2 separate regions of the Mus musculus genome follow, and region 2 is linked to region 1. Evidence: chromatin contacts called from public Micro-C data. All regions are on one chromosome and are shown on one strand. The core of a region is the stretch at or near the end of the contact, and the rest is flanking DNA. Distances in the headings are between cores, read along the strand shown.

Evidence for each region. A called contact is a pair of places that touch in the nucleus more often than the background predicts.
Region 2: a Micro-C map of the HL-1 cell line shows a contact between it and region 1, with 1.8 times the contacts expected there. The contact joins two enhancer-like sites. A contact is called at or near these places in 1 of 484 Hi-C or Micro-C datasets (the HL-1 cell line) and 6 of 115 datasets of contacts at active chromatin or transcription factors (astrocytes, embryonic basal ganglia, embryonic hindbrain and 2 more).

Annotation. Positions count from the first base shown.
Region 1 is chr8:106,716,707-106,720,682 of GRCm38.p6, reverse strand. It overlaps Tango6 (transport and golgi organization 6), which reads right to left. Exons shown (of 18, transcript NM_173037.1): 8 at 3,962-3,976; 9 at 2,537-2,713; 10 at 1-29. Among named protein-coding and RNA genes, the nearest start is that of Tango6, 36 kb to the right of the region's middle. Within about 2 kb of position 2,277, at least 113 of the 459 cell types and tissues checked have an H3K27ac peak or open chromatin away from gene starts, as enhancers often do. A contact at or near this core is called in the HL-1 cell line and pancreatic cancer cells, where this site is marked.
Region 2 is chr8:106,956,056-106,959,976 of GRCm38.p6, reverse strand. All of the region lies in intron 1 of Sntb2 (syntrophin, basic 2), which reads right to left. Among named protein-coding and RNA genes, the nearest start is that of Sntb2, 22 kb to the right of the region's middle. Within about 2 kb of position 1,571, at least 57 of the 459 cell types and tissues checked have an H3K27ac peak or open chromatin away from gene starts, as enhancers often do. A contact at or near this core is called in the HL-1 cell line and pancreatic cancer cells, where this site is marked.

The DNA.
Region 1 (3,976 bases), core at 1,028-3,527:
TCTGGTACAGGGCTTCATCTTCATCATCGCTGCAACACAGGGCAAGATCGCCCACGTCAGTGTTGATAAAGCAGCATGTTTCCTAGAAATCTCCATAATTCTCTTTTTTAAAAGGGTTATTTTATACTATATGTGTGGCTACAGAGGCACATGTGTGTTGGCACAAGGTTGCATGTGGGTGACAGGGGACAATTCTCAGGAATCAGTTATCTGCTGACACCTTGTGGGATCCAGGAATCCAACTCAGGTTCAGGCCTGCGCACAGCACATTCACCTGCTATGCCACCTCGGAAGCTGAAACCTCAGAGTGACATTCTAAAGTAACAATATTTCCATATAGGTAATCTTCAGACAGATCTTGAAAATATTTTCCTTTATGTTCGGGCTGAAGAATGCAAGGTATTTATTATTAGAAGCTAAACTGCTTTAGTCTGTATGATCATTTATTTCTCAAATAGGAAAAGATTTGTAAAGGAAGTGGCTTTAGACATGATTTATTGAAAAATTAAAAAAAAAAAAAAGGTCAGGTGTGTCTAAAGAAAATGATCATTGATGCTGGGTGTGGTGGTTCATCCCTATAGCACATACTTAGGCTAATGTAGGATGATTGCTTCAAGTTTGAGGCCAGCCTGGACTACACAGTAAATTCTAGACCAACCTGAGCTCCATAGTGAACAAGCAGCAACAATAAAGAAGTTTAAAAAGATCTGCCTCCAACACTCCTATCTAAGCGCTCAAATAGAGCTGGGCTTTTGTTTTTGTCTGTTTCTTCTGAGACAGTCTCATTATATAGCCCAGGCTGCATGGAACTCGCTAGGAAAACCAGACTAGCTCTGAACTCACAGAGATCTGCCTGCCTCTGCCTCCTAAATGTTGGGATTAAAGGTGTGTACTACTGTGCCTGGCTTAAATTTTCTTTAAAACACTTTCTTACTGGAAACTTCTGCTGGGCTAATGGCAGGGTGAAAGGAAAGTGGTGAAACAGATCAGCTGCTTTGGGAACAAATGATTACACACACACACCACATACATATACACATACATATACATACACAACACATACACACATACACACCACACACACACACATACACACACACCACACACACACACACACACACACACACACACACACACACATGAAATTTTCAATTTTTTGGGAACTCTGACTGCTTTAAGTGTCTGTGGGCCCTATTTAAACCCAGGTGTTCATGTAACTTTTGTGTGTGTGTGTGTATGTATGTGTTTGTGTATAATATCAAAAGGACTATACCCCTAACCTGAGCAGACACCCCAGATTTTAAGGAGTGGTTGCTTCTGGCAGTGGATGGAGATTCATTTAATCACTGGTTGCTAACTATATTCTCATCAGGAAGCAAAATAGTAATTTCAGTGAGAACTGTGGGTTTTCATATACATGTGCACTAATTAAGCATGCCAAATAATTCTAAATTCTTACACTCAATGGGCACAGTGATAAAGCTGCTAAAATTCATCAGTTCTCAGGAAGCTTCCATTCATTCTGATAATTCTACTTTAATACATATTTTTTTCTATTTTCGTCAAGTCAATCATATTTGTTTATGTTTTAAATGTTCACTAGATTAATCATGACTATAAAGTTAAATGTAAGCACTTCAACAAGCAGCAACTCTTTGGATGTGGCGGAAGTGAGCAGCTGGACCAGCGACACACTCCATGTGGACAGCCAAGGGAAGCCTAGGTTCTGAGAAAACAGCACCCTCCACAAATCTCAGAAAGCGCAAACAGTCTAAAATACATGCTCACGGCGCTAGGGGCAAAGCTCAGATGCCCAGTGTGCATGCGGCCCTAGGGTCAGTCTCAGCAGGACAAAAATAAAACAAAACAAAACAAAACAAAAAAATGAATAAAATAAAATAAAATACTTGTGAGACATTGGAGAAATAAATGATCCACTCCACTAAAGTCTATTTAGTACGTTCTAATCCATTCTTATGAGAAACAAACTCATTACAAAATTACCAATGACAGTAATCAGACAATTTCCCCTAAGAATAAGGCTGGGGTGGGAGTGGAGGATCTGGGTTTGATTCCCAATATCCACACAGTTCCCAGGGACTGGATACCCTCTGCTCCATCAGGCATGCAAGCAATGCACAGACACAGACAAGACAAATACAGTAATAATCGTAATAAGGCACACATGCATCCTGCTCTTTGAGTCAGAGACAGACTGGACTGACTGCTCGGGAGCTGCGGTGAACATGTGCTGCCCTGTGCTCTGAGTCACTGGCGAACACTGGGCAGTAGCTGGGCTTGCTGCGGTGTAGAGCCGGGAGGCGCCAGCAAACCACACCTACTATTAGCTGGCATCTTGGAATAACACCCAGAGGATCATTTAAGGCTCTGGTTTCTTTAAAGATTATAAATAGCAAGCGCCTTGGCTGCCTGTTTCTGGTTTCCTTTCCATCAGCGCCCCTTAGCGGCTGACTCACAGAACAGTGTCGTATAAAAACTTCTGTCAGGCGTGACAATCGGGGGTTGGTAAGCTCACCTAATGGCCTCTTTGGCGGTAATCACGATGCCACCGTGCGTAGCGGCTCTAAACTGACACTGAGGGTGGAGAGTGGGCACGGTTTTGTCCAACCCCGAAAATCCTTTCAGGCTGGCGATTGCCTTCTTCCTTTCCAGCTTCACCAGAATCCATAACAAGATCTCTTGGCAAAGTGACCTGGTAGATGAAGCAGTTATGAATGAATGAGCTTGTCATCTTATTCCATGAAGCTAGCAAGCTATGCGGGGGGGGGGGGGGGGGGGGGGAAGACACGATGACCGTCAGGTTCCACTTGATCCCAATGCTGCCCGGCCACTGGCTGCTGACACTCGACAGGGAAGCATGCATCTTACAAATTTCAGAGTACAGTGCCCTGGAGGTCACCCAGGGGTAGCTTAACCCTTGGCTCTAGAAGCCACCCCACTCACTAGAAGGGGCTGGGGTAGGCCCATGCTCCCCCGTCAGTCTTTGATGAGGATGGAACGGTGCTATGAGAACTTAATTTTTTTTTTACTTTTTAAAAAGATTTTATTTTTATTTTTAGGCTGGACATTTAGTCTTAACTACAGGGCTGAGTGTCTTTCTTCACCATTAGCAGCCATACTAATGACTGCTCTGAGTTATTGAGCTTATAATTTGTCAGGGACCTTTCTAGGGACTCCAGTTTACACAGTGTCTTCATAGTGACCCAGGAAAGGATGGAACTATAAACTCCTACCATGTGGAAGAAATGCCACAAACGACTGAAAATAGAGCTAATCCAAAAATCAATCTTTTTAAAAATGTATTTATTTAATGTTATGTGTGTGAATGCTCTGCCTGTACTTATGTTTGTGTATCAGATGTCCTGGGACTGCCGTTACAGTTGTTAGCCTCCATGTGGGTGCTGGGAATGGAAGAGCAGCCAGGGCGCCTAAACCGTGGAGCCATCTCTCCAGCCCCTAACTGAATCCGTTTTAAAGTAACACAGAAAGGGGATTGTAGATGACTAAGAAGCCCCTTTCTTCTATACTGAAGACTCTGCATATTAAGGCCAAATTCCAGGTTAAACTATGCAGTCACATCAAATCTGCACTTTTCAAACTTACTCTCCAACACTCCACTTGGGCATCATAAACTCCCACTGGTTTCCCACTTCCCAGAGACAATAAAACGCAGGATTTCTTACCGATCAAACAATGGCATGGTGGTCCATGGAGATACCTTTCCCTTCTACTGTACAGAATAGGCTATGGAAAATCATCCCCAAAACTACACCCAATTTCCCTCAACCTGCAAAATCCTCATTCTTTCTTTCTGTGTAGGCTGAGTAAGAGTCCCCAAACATCTTCCTGACTTTGAGAGAAAGTCTCGCCCTAATTTAAACTTGACCGTTTACAGACAAATGGGATTCTAATTCTAAGCGTATCCGGTCTGCTTGCTTACCTTATGTGAGACACA
Region 2 (3,921 bases), core at 322-2,821, 240 kb before region 1:
AATTATGATTGATGAGGGGAGGGCCAAGCCCACTGTAGGCGGTACCAGCCCTGGGCTATACCCAGTGGTTCTGGGTTTTATAAGAAAGCAGGCAGAACAAGCTATGAGGAGTGAGCCAGTCCTTCCTTGGCATCAGGTCCTGCCTCCAGGTTCCTGCCCTGCTTTAGTTCCTGTTTTGACTTCCTTTGATAATGAACAGTGATGTGGAAACTAAGCCAAATAAAACCTTTCCTCCCCAAGTTGCTTTAGTCATGGTGTTTCATCATAACTATTGTAACTACAGTAACTCTAACCGAGACACAGGGCTTGTTTTTTCTTTTTCTTTTTTTTTTTTTTTTTTTTGAGATAGGATCTCTAACCCAGGCTGACCTTCAAGTCCCTACATACCTAAGGACCTGAGGAGGATCCTGAATTTAGGATCTCTTTGCCTCCATCTCCCCACATCTCCCCAGGGCTGGGATTACAGGTCTGTGACACCACAGCCAGTTTATGAGGTACTAGGGAATGAACTGGTTCTAGTGCATGCTTGGGGTAAACACTCTATCAACTGAGGTACATCCCCAGCACCAAGCACCTAAACAGGACAGAGTGCATAGCAACTTCGAGGCCTGGAATACATGAGACCCTGTCTCCAGTGAGGTCGCTGGAATGCTTGCTGCCAACCCTAATGACCTGAGTTTGATCCTTAGAACTTCATGTGTTTAGGAACAAACTAACTCTCAAATTGTCTGATTTACACATGTATACCATGGGTATATACACATGCAAGCATTAATATACAATCTATTTCTTTACTTATTTACTTATTTATTTAGGTTTTTTGAGACAGTGTTTCTCTGTGTAACCCTGGCTATCCTGGAACTTAGCTATGAAGACTAGGTGGGCTTCAAACCAGGAGACCCCCCCCCAACTAAAGGCATGAGTAATTACATATGGCTACAAATGTTATTTTAAAAGTTGAATCCCCTTCTGAAAAAAAGAAAGAGCACTCAGTTCCCCTAGCACCTACTTATCATGTAATTAACAAATATTCATGCAAAGTGTTACCCTAAAAGCACAGGAGAAAACATGTTTGTGCTTCTAAGTGGGCAAAGCTTTTTCAAAATATTTTTCCTTCAAGGCTAATGATATGGCTCAGCAGTTAAGATCACTGCTCTTCCAGAGGACTCAGGTTCAATTCCCAGCACATACATACTGGACTTACAACCATAAGTAACTCATGTGCATGGTCCACAGACATATATGCAGGCAAAACAACAATGCCCATAGAGCAGGCAGATTTCTGAGTTCCAGGCCAGCCTGGTCTACAGAGTGAGTTCCAGGACAGCCAGGGCTACACAGAGAAACCCTGTCTCAAAAAACAAAAAACAAAACAAAACAAAAAACAACTCCCATAGAGTAATTACATATTTTCCCCTTATTAAAGATGTTTTCTTAATTTCATGCCTGTAGCAAATGAACCACCTCAGGCCTCTGCTCTGGGAGAAAGAGTAAGCTGTGGCACACTCTTATGGAATGTGACAAAGTGACAATGACAGTGAGTCAGTGGTAAGTCCCAAGAGCAGACTGCCTTCCGCCAATGGGCAGAGAGGGGCCAGACATGGAGTGCACACTATAGTTCCCCAATTTGTATGACCTTCTAAAGACAGCAAAATTAATTTATGGTACTAGAAACAGGACCGAGGCTATCTGGGTGGGAAGTAAAGTACCTGAAAGGGGCGTGTGCTGACCTTGTCACCAGGCTCTTAGAGTTGGGGAATGAACCAACAGGCTCACACATGATATAGTCCACCCCCTTAAAAATGTATCTAGACTCATTATACAAGGATATTCACTTGTGAAAACTCACCCAGGGTACATAAATAATTTGTATACTTTATGTATAATTTAAAAACTATACAGTACATTAAACTATAAATTGATGACTGGGGATATAGCTAGCATGCACAGGCCTTAGTTTCCATTCTCCATACTGCATAAAAACCACGTTGGTGCATGCCTGTTAATGGAAGCACATTATTAATAATTTGATGTGGAGGCTGGAGAGATGGCTCAGCGGCTAAGAACACTGACTGCCCTTCCAGAGGTGCTGAGTTCAATTCCCAGCAACCACATGGTGGCTCACAACCATCTGTTATTCGATCCGATGCCCTCTTCTGTTGTGTCTGAAGACAGCTACAATATACTCCTATACATAAAATAGTTTTTAAAAAGAAAAAAAAAGATTTTGATGCAAGCTGGGGGCATGCTCAGGACTCAGAGGCAGGTGGACTTCTGAGTTTGACAGATCAAGTTCTACAACAGCCAGGGTTACACAAAGAAACCCTGTCTCCCGCCCCCCCCCCCAAAAAAAAAGGTTTGATGTACTTTTCTTGAAAATATTTAAAAATTCTTGAGCACAGATTTTTTAAAATGATTTTTTATAAAGGTTTATTTTATGTATACAAATACACTGTAGCTGTCTTCAGACACTCTAGAAGAGGGAATCGGATCCCATTACAGATGGTTGTGAGCCACCCTGTGGTTGCTGGGAATTGAACTCAAGACCTCTGGAAGAGCACTCAGTGCTCTTACCCACTGAGTCATCTCTCCAGCCCATGGAGCACAAATTTTTAAGAGCAAATTTGATTTTATTTAAGATTCTATGTTGTCCAATTCTATGTGTATATTTGTTTTGTGGGTCTTGCCCAGTCTATTCTGGAATTCATGACTCAGACCAGCAGGACTCAAACTTAGCGTGAACTTGCTGCCTCAGCCTCCAGAATGCTGGGGTTCCAGGCACGGTTGTCTGTGAGCACAAGGTCTAGTGCGTCCAGGCATCTGTAACTGTAGTTGAGGATGACCCTGCACTTCAGATTCCTGCCCCACCTCCCAAAGGCTGAGAGGATGGAGTGCTTACCATGTCCAGCTTTTATTCTCATCTTTTTGTTTGCTTGCTTTTTGTTTTTTGAGACAGGTTTTCGAGACAGTTTCCTTGAACTCTCTCTGTAGACCAGGCTGGTCTTGAACTCGCAGACATGCTTCCTCTCCAGTCCTACCCTGGTCTCATCACTTGCTAACAAGCTTAGTTGAGAGCAGAGCTTTGTGGTGCCTGTGTACAATTCCAGAACTCTGAAAACGAAGCCAGGAAGATTGCCCTGAGCTTATGCCAACCTGTGCTAGGGACCCAGTCTCAAAAAACAAAAGAATCAAAAGTCAAGCACAGCTGTGTATAGAATGTAAAAAGAAGAGTTTTACAGTGTACAAAGAGTCGTTTAGCAACACATGGGTTACACTGAAGCATCCTTAGAACGCTTACTTTTGTTTTGTTTTGTTTTGTTTTGTTTTGTTTTGAGACAGGGTTTCTCTGTGTAGCCCTGGCTGTCCTGGAACTCACTTTGTAGACCAGGTTGTCCTCGAACTCAGAAATCCGACTGCCTCTGCCTCCCGAGTGCTGGGACTAAAGGGGTTTGACACCACGCTCTGCTTTATTTTGTTTTTGTTTTAGTAAAAGTTACATATTCATCTTTCTCTCTTCCAAATCCATCGCTTGTTACAGGTTTTAATATTCCTTGTTTGAATCAGTGGCAGCCACAGTGTAAAATGTGTTGTTTCAGGATGTAGGGAAGAGAAAATGGAAAGATTAATACAGATAAAAGGCTGTGATGTCACACTCACCACACAAGATGCCAGAGCCATGTCCAAGGATCAGTGGGCATGACAGGGAAGGAAAACAGGAGATCCTTTGCTTGTATTAGAAGGGGCCAGAAGACATATCTGTCAAATAGGAATTCTAGTAAATGCTCTCTGGACAGGGCGGACTGTGTAGAAAGTGCCAGATATTTCCCCTTAAACTCTAGGGAAGTAACTGAGCAGTGCATAGGAAGACTCCCTTTTACTGAAGTCTACAATGTATTCCTAGCCAACTTAAAATTAAATTTC